2 separate regions of the Hordeum vulgare genome follow, and region 1 is linked to region 2. A link is a contact called in public Hi-C data. All regions are on one chromosome and are shown on one strand. The core of a region is the stretch at or near the end of the contact, and the rest is flanking DNA. Distances in the headings are between cores, read along the strand shown. Region 1 holds the start of LOC123398184 (trithorax group protein osa-like). Region 2 holds the start of LOC123395704 (protein FAF-like, chloroplastic).

Evidence for each region. Hi-C and Micro-C count contacts between places; a contact is called where the count stands out from the background.
Region 1: a contact with region 2 is called in a Hi-C map of seedling, with 2.8 times the contacts expected there. The contact joins the promoter of LOC123398184 here to the promoter of LOC123395704 in region 2. A contact is called at or near these places in 2 of 6 Hi-C or Micro-C datasets (leaf and seedling) and 1 of 1 datasets of contacts at active chromatin or transcription factors (embryo).

What each region holds. Positions count from the first base shown.
Region 1 is chr5H:290,857,834-290,865,278 of MorexV3_pseudomolecules_assembly, reverse strand. It overlaps LOC123398184 (trithorax group protein osa-like), which reads right to left and starts at 2,617. Exons shown (of 10, transcript XR_006610103.1): 1 at 2,402-2,617.
Region 2 is chr5H:290,101,103-290,107,801 of MorexV3_pseudomolecules_assembly, reverse strand. LOC123395704 (protein FAF-like, chloroplastic) reads left to right here and starts at 3,677. Exons shown (of 2, transcript XM_045090736.1): 1 at 3,677-3,781; 2 at 3,921-4,841. The coding sequence starts at 3,972. The coding sequence ends at 4,724.

The DNA of each region.
Region 1 (7,445 bases), core at 1,368-3,867, 760 kb before region 2:
GAGTTCAGCAGGTGTTATGTTGCCAAATAACCAAGTTACATAACAATATCCCTAAATCCCTAATGTGCTAGCATGATAAGCAGTTCACATATATACAATATTGTCCCCACTATCTCAACACGCATATGGCAGGTAATCAATGTAGCTACAATTAGCAAAGTACATAGCTAATCGCCACAGAAGAAATGCATGATGAAACAAAGATACTGATATGATCAAACATATTGTTAAAGCTGAAAATCACCATGCTAACCATGCAAATAGTGAAGGACCACATCATTAACACTGAAATTTCATTTCCTATAAACAGTAGCGGACACCAGAACTTTTTAAACTCTGGGCAAACCACAAGTCAAAGTGCTTAGGATGCCACTTTTTTTCCATGAAAATCTCGCGTTGCACAACTGGCAAAAGCCCGGACTGGAGAGATGCTTTGACCACCCATGCCTATAAAAATAATCTATATATATACCTACTACTATACTCTATACCTACTAATAAAGGAAGGTGCGTTTCCAGTTTTTTTGTCCGTTCACCCGTATTATATGTTTTTGTCCGTTCAAAATAATGATTCGTTTTTCTCGATAGCTGTTTTTTTTTTCTTCGAGCGCGTAGGCTGATGTCTATTGGGCCTCACCCGTTGCCCGGCCCAGCAGTAGTCAGGAGATACTCAGTTATTGAATTGTCCCACCTCGCTTTCCTATAACTTACTGCACCAATTTATATATGTCTATGAATTGAAATAAATAAGCTGCCTCAAGGAGTGGGTTCCCGTCTGTGGGATTAAAAGAAGGAATAGATTTCTTGTGTGGATGAAGGAAGGAAAGAATTAAAGAAAGAATAGATCCCACTATTATCATATTATGAGCCCTTGAGCACGAAGGGAAAGAATTAGTAGAAAGAAAGAAATTTGGCAAGAATGAAATAAATAAATTAGAAGAACGGATAAATAAATTCCATTATCTATGCATGAGCCGATGGGAGAGAGGGCCCATTAAATCCCCTTATTAGCAGGAAGTTAAATTAGAAGAACGATTTGCTAGGAAACTATCCAGAGGAAACTCACACACGTCTACAAGACCAAGGAACGATGATAGAAAGGGTTAAATCCTAAATAAGGCAAATCCTGCTTCATGCAAATAGGCTGCCAAGTTGATGTTTAAAGATAAATTAACTTGACTTTTTATGCCAGCTATTTGAGCATTTTTTTACAGATATATGCATTTCTTTTAGAGCTCGGTGTGCATGTCACGCTGCATGGCACCATCCAGATGTTGTCGTGCCGCACTGATGGACATTTAAGTGGACATGTCAAATTCCTCTCCCGTTGCAACGCACGGGCATTTGTGCTAGTGACAAATAATAGCACAAACGACACGCCGAGTGAATTTGAGTATCACTAGCAACAGACAAATTATTAGATCTGAAGTTAAACTATTTCCATCTTATTAAATTAAAGCGAGTAATCGAGGCTTACTGATCTGAAAAGAAACAGCATACTAAATGAATCAAAGTAACAAACAAAATTATAAAGCTGAAACACCTTACTAACTGTTTACAATAAAGATTGTGGCGGCAGACAGGTTATCAAGGTTAGGAAGCTAGCCAACTAGCTTACCAGGCTGAGCAGAAACAACATGCCAAGAGTCAAAGTAACGACACTGGTGATGAATTGCATTATGTGAAAAGCTGGATATTGCTTGGTACCACCAGCCAAAAGATCAAGTCATGTACCAAACGTCTACTCCCTCCGTCCGGAAATACTTGTCCTAGAAATGTACAAAATGGATGTATCTATAACTAAAATAAGTCTAGATACATCTATTTGTAGGACAAGTATTTCCGGACGGAGGGAGTACAAAATACTGGCAGGCAGACATGCCCTAAGAATAATGTTGACATTGAGGTATAACACACCCACAAGAGGCAAACAAAGAGGGTGCGGATCAAAAGTAAGTACAAACACCAATCCGCACATCAACACCGATCCTTTCCAAACAAATTCACAAATGTGAAAGCAATAAAGCAATCTATCAAGCTATCAGCAGCAGTAAAGCCAGTGAACATATACTGTACATGAAAAGGACCAAGTATGTATCTAGTGCACATAAGGGGGCATTCACTAAGGAGAACTGAAATCTATATCTAGCGTCGGACTTAACAGGGGAAACGGGGGTTCAGCTGAACGAATCCCCGATTTGTTTACTGGATATAAACAGCTATGACTTAGTATTGATTAGGGATCTCAATCAAAAGTAGCATTCGTTGAGGAAAATATGCATCAAAATAGATGGGCGGATGCACCCGAACGTCCCATCGATCCTTAAAAGGGGGATTTGTCTGATTTGATTCGGCTGTTCCTCGCCCACACAAATGTCCGAACAAGCTAGGGCTTCCTTACCGGCAGAGAGAATCGCCTCCCGGCCACACCAGCCCAGCAGCAGGACAAGGGGTCGGGGAGGGAGATCGCGAGACAAACTAGTTGCTACGTTTCGAGAAGGCAGGCGCACTTTGGTGTAGGTGGTGGTGATGGTGGTGGAGGAGGAGGAAGAAGAGGGGAGGGGTTTCGGCGGCGACGGACCCCGGGACGGTGCTGTGGGGAGGATTTGGGTGTACAAGGGTTACCTTTGGTTCGCCAGGACAGCCTCACCAGAATATGAATATTGGATTTTTGCAAGGGTTCTCCGTGTAAAAGGTTTTATAATAGGTCATGCCCTCATGAAAAACACTTCCATATGATTTTCCATTTAATATTCCCTCTATCGCAAAATAACTGTCTCAAGCTTAGTACAACTTTGTACTAACTCACTTATTTTAGAACGGAGGGAGTAAGTCGCTCCACAAATAATTAAATATTTCAAGTTGTTTAAAAAACTACACATTCAAAGTAATGTTAAACTATAACCTTTTCCCTCGCAAGTAAAAAACACTAGACTTTGCCCAATCACAAGTAAAATATACTTGTAGAACATCTCAACTTAACCTCCAAACCGTCTTATGTCCGGACAGACACCTCGGACATCGTCCTTAATGAAGTGGATTTTGGATCATCAAGACGCATCTATCGCATCACACCCACTCCAATCCTCCCAAGTCAGCATCCACTCCCTCGCCCCTAGCGTGCCCTCTTCCTCTCATGTTATGTTTGAGTCCCCGATGCTCCCTCCCTGTCATGCTCTCACACGGAGCTTTGTTGTCGTCCCCATGCAACCTCAAATGGAACTCCGACCCCGAACGCGACTGTTGCATCGAAGGCCACCCTGGTACGCTCTAGTCTGTCTGTCGTAAACCTCACCACACCATGGATTCAATGAGATGCCTAGAATGTTTTCTGAGCTTTTTCCGCACATTTGTAGCAACATGATGGATTCGTGGGATGGAAATGATAGAGGCAAAGTTGTCCCTCTCTTTCGATGAGATGTGACTATCGTTTATGGTGGAGTAGACTTTGACGATCAGACTATGAACGTGTGAAGACATCGTGTCCTAGAAATCGTTAAACCAACTTCGAGAGGTTATTAACCATGTCGGAGCATGATCAACCTGACCATGAGGGTCTGTTTCTTGCACGCAGACGAAGAACATGTAAAAAACTGGAATTGCAATATTGATATTGCGAATGTAAGAGGAAAGATTTATTGATGAAAGTGGAGTTCTGTGACGTCTTGTCCTGGTCGTGGAACACAAACGAGGCACACAAAGTTGCAGCTATGGAGAACTTATAATTTAAACAAAACTCAAGTCTAAACGGTGTCCTAAGGCTATATATGTGATGGAATAGAGGGGAATTCCGTGACCCCTTGAAGGAGGGGTCCGAAACCAACCCTAACTAGGTTTCTCCACACATGCAGACTCTAAAACAACCTATAATATGGTATTTCAAAAATACATGGGCCTGGCCCGAAAATAAGGTGACAAAGCACCTATAATAACCTATGGACGAAATTTATGAAGTGGCATCTTGTATATTCCTTCCAAGCCTTCATGCTCTCCTTATGGCGTCTTCAAAGTGCGAAAATCACTAGTGGAAACTCTATTGTTCTTTCCCGCGCACGCACTTCTTCTACATGATTGATTCCATTCCAATGGACATCCTTGTTGTCCATGCTAGGTCCTTCATTCATAAGTAAAAGAAAAGTATCTAATTTAGGCAGCATCATATGTTCATGAACGTTAGAAGGATTTCTAAGAAATGAAAGTACCTGGTAATTCAATTAGCGTGTGTGAGCTCTAGTAACTGGTCCAGTATGTATAGTTCCAGGGGTTGTTGGTGTAATAATGGTATTGATGTCCTCATCATCCTCCCCTTCTTGAAATGTAGTCGTCCTTGACGGAAGCTCATCTTCCTCACTCAAATGAGGCTTCAAATCTGCAATGTTAACCCCAAAATCTATGCAAATCAATAAATCTATCCTTATGCAAATGTAACCAAACAAGATCTCTAGGTGCGAAGACAGCATGTTTTCTACCCTTATCTCCAACAAGTTTGTATTTAGCATTCATACGTTCAATGTTTTCCTTAGTTACCTCATGCCTTTTTTGTTGGAAATATGCCCTAGAGGCAATAATAAATTAATTATTACCATATTTCCTTGTTCATGATAGTCGTTTATTATCGATGCTATAATTGTATTGATTGGAAACTCAAATACATGTGTGGATACATAGACAACACAGTGTCCCTAGTGAGCCTCTACTAGACTAGCTCGTTGATCAAAGATGGTTAAGGTTTCCTAACCATAGATATGAGTTGTCATTTAATAACGGGGTCACATCATTAGGAGAATGATGTGATGGATAAGACCCAACCGTAAGCATAGCATCTGATCGTATTAGTTTATTACGACTGCTTTATCCATGTCATTGTATATGTTTCTATAACAATGAGATTATGCAGCTCCCCGCCACCGGAGGAATGCCTTGTGTGTATTAAATGTCACAACGTAATTGGGTGACTATAAAGATGCTCTACAGGTATCTCCGAGGGTGTCTGTGGAGTTGGCATGGATTAAGACTAGGATTTGTCACTCCGTATGATGGAGAGGTATCTCGGGGCCCACTCGGTAATGCAACGTCACAATAAGATTGCAAGCAATGTGGCTAAGGGGTTAGTCATGGGATCTTGTATTACGGAACAAGTAAAGAGACTTTCCGGTAACAATATTGAAATAGGTATGGAGATACCGATGATCGAATCTCGGACAAGTAACATACCGTTGAACAAAGGGAACTGCATACGGGATTGATTGAATCCTTGGCATCGTGGTTTGCCCGATGAAGATCTTCGTGGAATATGTAGGAACCAATATGGGCATCCAGGTCCCGCTATTGGTTATTGACCAGAGAGGTGTCTCGGTCATGTCTACATTATTCTCGAACCCATAGGGTGTGCACACTTAATTTCGGTGACGCTAGAGTAGTATTGGGATATGTTTGCTGGTGATCGAATGTTGTTCAGAGTCTCGGATGAGATCCCAGACGTCACGAGGAGCTCCGGAATGATCCGGAGGTAAAGATTTATATATGAGAAGTCATATTTTGGCTACCGGAAAAGTTTTGGGTTTTGTCGGTATTGTACCGGGAAGGTTCTAGAGGGTTGCGGAGGAGTCCGGAAGGGTTCCTCCAGCCCCTAGGACGTGCATGGGCTGTAAGGGGCGTCCAAAACTTGTTGGGGCAACGTCCAAAGGCCCATGCGGTTGGGAGGGAAGAGTCCCTAAAGGGGAAGGCACCTCCTAGGTGCCTTGGGGAGGGAGGAAACCTCCCTAGGCCCATGACCCCTCCTTGGAGGAGGTGTTAGGGTTGTGACCCCCCCCCTTACCTCCTATATATAGTGGGAGAGAGGGAGGGGTTGTACAAACCAATTCCCATGCCCCGGTGGCAGCCCTACCTCTCCCATAACTCCGTTTTCTCCTCAGATCGGTTCCGGTAGCGCTTGGTGAAGCCCCGTTGGCATTGCTCCACCATCATCTCCACCATGTTTTCGTGTTGATTGAGATCCCATCTACTTCTCCTTCCTCTCTTGTTGGATCAGGAAGGAGGAGATGTCATCGAGCCGTATGTGTGCGGAACGCGGAGGTGTCGTCCGTTCGACGCTTGATCGGGACGGATTGCGATTGGATCGTGAAGACATATGACTACATCAATCGCGTTATATACGCTTCCACTTAGCGATCTACAAGGGTATGTAGATGCACTCCCCTCTCGTAGATGTCGATCTCCATAGATTGATCTTGGTGAGCGTAGGAAAATTTTTGTTTCACATGCGACGTTCCCCAACATTGGCAGCATGAGCTAGGCCTATGCGTAGATAACATGCACGAGTAGAACACAAAAGAGTTTGTGTGTGTTGATGTTCAGATTGCTTACTTCCTTAATCTTATTTTGATTCAACGGTATTGTGGGATGAAGCGGCCCGGAGCAACCTTACTCGTCCACGTACGAGAGACCGGTTCCATCGACTGACATGCAACTTGTTGGATAAAGATGTCCGGTGGGTGTCTGTCTCTCCCACTTTAGTTGAATGAGATTCGATAGAGGCGGTTCTTGTACAGTGTTAAATAGCAACTTGCATATCACCACTGTGTCTTTGCGTAGGTAAGCATCGTTCTTGCTAGATACCCATAGTAGCCACGTAAAACATGTAACAACAAATTAGAGGACGTCTAACTTGTTTTTGCACAGTATGTTGTGATATGATATGGCCAAAGACACGATGAAATATATTTGATGTATGAGATGATCATGTTTTGTAATAGTTATTATCGACTTGCATCTGGATGCATACGGCAACCGACAGGAGCGTCTTTAATTATTGTATGACCTATGTGTCAATCATTAAGCGTTATGTAATGCTTTACTTTATCGCTAAACGGTAGCAATAGTAGTAGAAGCATGTGATGCTTTACTTTTCGGAGCGCTATGTAATGCTTTACTTTTCGAAGCGGCCCACTAAGTTCGTGACTTGCCTAACGGCTAAAGTTGATGTGGGATGACTTTGGCATCGCCGACTAGCCCATGTCAATATGAGATTTTTGCAAAGTCTCCTCAAAGGGGGTCGCGTTCTCGGACTAACAAATGTGAGTTTCGCGAGAGATCTTGCTTGCAGTGCGTGTATTGAAGGAAAGATTCATGAGACAGCTCACTGCCCCACGACTATCATCTACACAAAAAGGACCTTGGAGCTCATCCACATGGATCTCTTTGCTCCCCCATCCTATGATAGCCTGAGGGAAGAAAGTATTGCTTGGTGATAGTGGATGATTACTCAAGATATACCTGGGTATACTTTTTCAAGAGAAATAGTGAGACTCAACAAACCGTCATCGACTTTGCTAATGAAGCTCAACGCCAACATAATGCAAAGACATTGATGATCAGAAGTGAAAATGGCACCGAGTTCAAGAACTACACACTAAATGAATTTTTGAGTGATGAAGGAATCAAGC
Region 2 (6,699 bases), core at 2,428-4,927:
TGAAAACTCCTAAATTCCCATTGCATCTTGCACCTTATTTCGGTGGCTATCTTTCACTATTGTGTTATTGGAATGGTCAACTGTTAACCCACTATGATCCTTTCAGAAAGTCCTTTCAGAAAGAATATGAACACGGTTGCTGATATCATCCTTACTTTCGATTTCAAAAGTACTCTCTTCGTTCCTAAATATTTGTCTTTTTAGATATTTTATTATGGACTACATACAAATGTATAAATATATGTATATACATAATTTGAAATATAAATTTATTCATTTTACTTCGTATGTAGTCTATAGTTGAATCTCTAAAAAAATAAATATTTAGAAACAGAGGGAGTAGATGATATACTGTTAAGAAACCATAGAATGAATAAATAAATTTGTCTTGGTCTTAATCTTTACCCTCCACCCCCCTCCCCGCCCTCTCCCCAACGCACACACGCCTACAGGTGGGCCTGCACCACCATCACAGCCCACAGAGGCAACTAATACCAGTCTTTGTCTAAAAAAAACAAGCTAATATCAGGCTAGTCTTCGCCCACGGCATCCTGACTAATGGGTCCATCGTTGTTCGCTGGTCCACCCGTCAGGGAGCTGGAGCCGGTGACTAGATGTACGCCGTTCGTGAGGAAGTTGATCTCACCTAAAGCTTAGATCCTATACTAGTTGCCCCCGAATCTGGCTTTACGTGAGATATTTTCTTAAAAGGATTTGCACGCGTACATCAATGTTTGATGTTTACAACCTCGGAAAAAAAATTAAGGTACTAATTCGACCTACACTTCGAGCATCTACAGCTGGACCACTCGTATCTGTCTCAAATGTCCGGACACGCCGCCTACTCACTGATCGGTCACGAAATTTCGACCCAACCGGGTGTCTCAAACGAACCTGAAGTGTCCGGGCTGACTGGCGCCCCTAATAACCAGCTCAAATATAGGACCCCACGTCGAACCCGACAACATGATCCTGCCGCATATTGCATCAAATCCACCCGATAGAACTGTTGAATTCATTTGCTCTTTCTTCTCGTCTTTCTCCTCAGCTTTGTTTGTCTTGCACTTCCGTCATCGTGCGCGCTCCGCCGCCGTTCCTAGCCTTTGCCTCACCAGCTCCGACAGAGCAGTCTTTTGTCCCGTCCTCACCGCGGAGGACGTCGTCGCCGGCCCGGAAGACACCACTGTGCGTCTGGCAACTATCTGGCTCCGCCTTGCGCTGGATGTGTTCGACACAATGTTTGACCTGATTTTTTGTCAAATTTATGGGGAAAACGATGGATTAAGATGCTTCGTCCGGCGAGGAGTATGGACCGATGGAGCTTGATCAAATGATTCAAGATGAGTTCTTCGATTCATCGGATTCATACGAAGAAGTGGACGTGATCATGCTCATGACTATGCAAGAGGAAATGTACCAACAAGTGGAGAATATTCTCAATTTCAAGAGGAAAGAGTGATCAATCGGGATAGGGTATCCGGAGCAAAGCTACTGCAGAAGGATTACTTTGCTCCGAACCCAACTTTACCGGATGATCCATGGTTTCGTCTCCGTTTTCGCATGTGAAAACCATTGTTTTTGTGCATTATGGACGCAGTGGAGGCACACGCCGACTACTTCAAGCTCACAAGGGATTGCCGCGGTCAACTCTCTTTCTCCGCCAAGCAGAAGTGCACGACTGCTGTGAGAATGCTTGCACTTGGTACTGCGGCAGATGTCGTTGGTAAGATGGTCAAGATGAGGGAGAGCACATGCCTGGAAACTACTGTCATGTTTGGAGCAGAATATCTGAGAAAACCAAAGAGTGGGACATGGAGAAGTTGTTGGCTATTGGAGAGGCCAGAGGGTTTCCAGGAATGCTCAGATCAATTGATTGCATGCATTCACAATGGAAGAACTGCCCGAAAGGTTTGCGAAGAGTGTATCAAGGTCACACGAGAGAGGCCGCCATCATACCGAAAGCGGTGGCATCACTTAACTTAAGGATTTGACATACTTTCTTTGGAATGTCGGGTTCTTACAATGACACCAACGTGCTTTAATGATCTCTGGTGTTCAAGAGGCTTTGCAATAAGGAATCACCTTCGTGCAACTACACCGTCCATGGCCGAGACTACAACATGGGCTATGATCTTGTCGATGACATATCTCCTCACTTGGCTGCATTTGTGAAGACCATATCCAAACCACATGCCAAGAAACAAATGCACTTTGCAACAATGCATGAAGCAGCTAGGAAGGATGTGGAGAGGGCATTCAGAGTGCTGCAAGCTCGTTGAGGAATTGTTTGTGGGGTTGCAATGATGTGAGAATTAGAAACTTTGTGGCAGGTGATGACATATTGTGTTACTTTGTACAATATGATCGTCAAGGATGAGGATGATGGTGTAGCTCAAACCAATGATTTTGAAGCACCTGGAGAACAAGTTGAAATCCCAAAAGATCAAGATGGCTTATGAACTTTCTGCAGATGCATTACAATCTCCGAGATCATCAGATGCACATGCAACTACTCAATGATCTGGTGGAGCATATATGGACCCACAACAGAAATCAAAGAGCAGATGATTGATTATGCACTTTAAATAAATTTTATGTAAACACTATTTAAGTTCGATACCAATATTTCTTATTTACGTGTAACAATGGTTTATGTGATCACGTGATCGACTTTGTATGTATTTAAAAATCCATATATGAGATATGTAGATGCGGGAAGCAAAATATGAGAGGCCGTCTGGATGCATTCACGGATGTGCCCGAACACATTGAGAGACATACAAGGATCCGAATTTGCCCAGTACGATATAGATGCTTTTATACAAACAAAAAAGACAAAATGGAATGTGAATACTGTAAAATACTATTCAACCAAGCTGACATTTCACAGTCGAATTTCTCATTTTTGTATCTCTAATTGTGGATTGAGGTTTAAGCTTATTCTTTTTGTAGTTGTAAACATACATCATACTTCTGTTTCTAAATAATCTCAGATTTTTTGGATTGTTTGAATATGTTCTTTTTAGTTGATCTTATGATCTCACCTATAGGGCAGATTCTATTCTAGTCTACCACACTTTTTATCCTTCTAGTTTGTTGGATCTTGCCAAAAAAATGTTTATTGGACCAACGCCACCGACCTCATAATATTTATGCAAAGAAGCAGAAGAAAATAATTTCCCTACACATGAACTGCCCGAACTGAACTCTCACTCACCGAGCCATGGCAATATGGCATCCATCCATCCATATGTCCCCTCGTCGTAACTATCAGAATCAGATAGCTTTATTCTATTCTGCCTTGTTTTCCTTCACTCTTTTCGTTATTCCCAGTGCACCATTGTCGACGTACCGGTTCTGGCATCACCTGAAATCCCTGGCTGAAATTTTCTCACTGCCACGCACGCGCACACACACACTGAAAGCAGAAGCAGCTGGTGCTAAGTTAGAGATTTCATGGTCCCAAAGGACAGATTCATAGATGTACATCTCACTATCTATCCATGTGACCTGCAGCATTACAGCACCGTATTCTTATTTTACCTGCCTATTTGCTCTCAATCTGCAGTGTTTGATCGATCCACTTGTGTAAAAAGAAGGAAAGATTCCAAATTCCATAGCCACAGAAAATGCATCAAGCTTCTTGGCCTCGCCTTTTCTCTGACTATATATGTGCTGGCCGTTCCTCGCAAGCCAGAAGAGCACAGGAAGAAAGAAATCTCTTCTGCAAATTCTTCAGAAAACTTGTCCGGATTGACAGCCTGCGCAGGTTTTCACTCAGGTGAGCGAAAATTTGCAAGAAAGTTGTGGGATTCTCCATGGCATGCATGGTCACTTCTCACTTGGGCATTAGTGCGTTTACCGAATTTTTTCATACTGAAAACAGTCTCCTAATCAAGTGCAATTTCGTTTCGTTTTAGCTTTTCTCTTTGCAGCACAAAGATTTCATTTCAAGGTCAGGGGAGATAGACATGGCGGCGGACGGCGGGTTGAGGAGGCTGTTCGAGAAGCCTCTGCCGGAGAACCCAACGCTGCTGGAGGCTCTGTCGGCGTGGAACCGCGTCCACCCAAAGAGGCCCGTCGACACGACATCCTTCACCGAGATCTTCGGCGAGCTCCACTTCCAAGAGAAGCAGCAGCAGCAGCAGCAGCCGGACCACGTCGCCCGGGGCGGCGTCCTGCCGCCACCGCGCCCGCCTGCACCCCCTCCTGTTCGCGCGGCCACGGCATCGCCCTCGTCGTGGATCGACGTCACCGAGAAGAGCAAGGACGACTCGTCTCTCGACGCGCTCCTCAGGCCGTCGAAGCCCGCGCCGACGGTGAAGAGGAGCGCGAGCTTCTCCATGAAGAAGAGCCCGTCCGCGTCGTCCCTGCTGCTCTGCACAGAGGGGCTCGGGTCCGAGAGCACCGTGGACGTACTGAGGGACGACGACGACGAGCTAGCCGCCGCGTTCCGCCGCCAGGAGGAATCACGCAACGACACGGACGTCGTCGACGCGAACGAGGACGAGAAGGAGAATCAGCGGGTTCCGCCGTCGTTCCCGCCCCCGATACGGTCGATCAGCGTGCGCGGCGGGAAGCCGAGCGTGTGCTTCCGGTCGTTCCGTGCGGAGGGCAGATTCGTGTTGGTGGAGGTAGTCATCCCCGGGAAGGAGCTCCTGCGGGCGTCGCGCGAGGGCGGTCGGCTCAGGCTGCAGTTCGCCAGCGCCACTGCACACGCCTAAACCAAGACTGGAAACACCGCATCATGCAGTCCATTCATCCAACATATAATTATTGTGCTTACTCCCTTCATTCCTAAATACAGTATAAATCTTTTAAGCGATTTTACTAAGGATCTACGTACGGAGCAAAATGATTCAATATACACTTTAAAATATGTCTATATATATCCGTATGTATTTCATTAGTGAAACCTGTATTTCATTAGTGAAACCTTTCGAAAGACTTATATTCAGGAACGGTATAAGTTTGACTTTTTGAGAGTACAAACAAATTCAGAATCTTTTTGACATCATGCCTTGTTCGATGGCATACCCATTGTTTTGTGAAAGTTAAAACATAGAAAAAAGTTTTTGCTTTATATTATAATAAAGCAATCGCGCCAACATCCGACAACATAAACAGTTCAAAGTTAAAAAACGAATAAAAGAAGGGCAATGCTATCCGTTCGCCGGATGACAAACCTATTAGATCATCCGCCTCGACAGCCGTCGAATGCCGTCCGAAACAGCCGTTCGATTTACTGTCCCACACAACAACTAGCTTGTTGTGCTTATGAGCTTTGCAACAAGGACCTTGTTGCAAAGGTCCATTGCGACATCAACGTTGGCCCGCCATGGCTTGAGCGCCTCGGACATGAAGCGCCGACGGCCGATGGAGTTGTCGTGCCTCCTTCGACTCAGCTGTTGGGGAACGTTGCATGGGAAACAAAAAAAATTCTACGCACACGCAAGACCTATCCATGATGATGATCATCTACGAGAGGGGAGATCGAATCCACATACCTTTGTAGATCGCTAAGCGAGAAGCGTTAAGAAACGCGATTGATGTAGTCGAACGTCTCCGCGATCCAAATCGCAAGTCGTCCCACGAACTCCGTCCCGATCTAGCGCCGAACGGACGGCACCTCCGTGTTCAGCACATGTTCAGCTCAATGACGATCTCCGCTTTCACTATATATAGGAGGGAGGGGAGGGGTGGCGCCCTAGGACAAGGCCCTAAGGTTCGGTCGAACCAAGAGGAGAGGGAGGAGTCCTCCTCCAACACAACTTGGAAGGAGTCCTCCTTCCCCAATTCGGTTTGGTCCCACCCTCCTTTCCTTTCTCCCTTTGGCCGAATAGGCCTTTTTGGGCTGGCCACGAGCCCACTAAGGGCTGGTGCGCCACCCTTGGGCTTCTTTGGTTCTCTCCCGGGTGGGTGGCCCCTCCCGGTAGAACTCCGGAACCCATTTGTCACTCCCGGTACTTTATCGGAAATTCCCAAAAACCTTCCGAAAGCCAAATGGATACTTCCTATATATAAATCTTCGTCTCCAGACCATTTCGGAAACCCGTGTGACGTCCGGGATCTCATCCGGTACTCCGAACTACCTTCGTTTACCAACATCAATAATTCAACTATACCGAAACGTCACCGAACCTTAAGTGTGCAGACCATGCGGGTTCGAGAACTATGTAGACATGACCGAGACACTCTCCGGTCAATATCCAATAGTAGGACCTGGATGCCCATATTGGATCCTACATATTCTACGAAGATCTTATTGGTTGAACCTCTATGTCAAGGATTCAGTTAATCTCGTATAACATTTCCGTTGTCCTTCGGTATGTTACTTGCCCGAGATTCGATCGTCGGTATCTCCATACCTATTTCAATCTCGTTACCGGCAAGTCTCTTTACTCGTTCTGTAATACAAGACCCCGTGGCTAACTCTTTACTCACATTGCTTGCAAGTCTTGTTCGTGATGATGTATTACCGAACTGGCCCTGAGATACCTCTCCGTCATACGGAGTGACAAATCCCAGTCTTGATCCATGCTAAATCAACGGACACCTTCGGAGATACCTGTAGAGCGCCTTTATAGTCACACAGTTACGTTGTGACGTTTGATACACACAAGGCATTCCTCCAGTGTCAGTGAGTTACATGATCTCATGGTCATAGGAATGTATACTTGACACGCAGAAAACAATAGC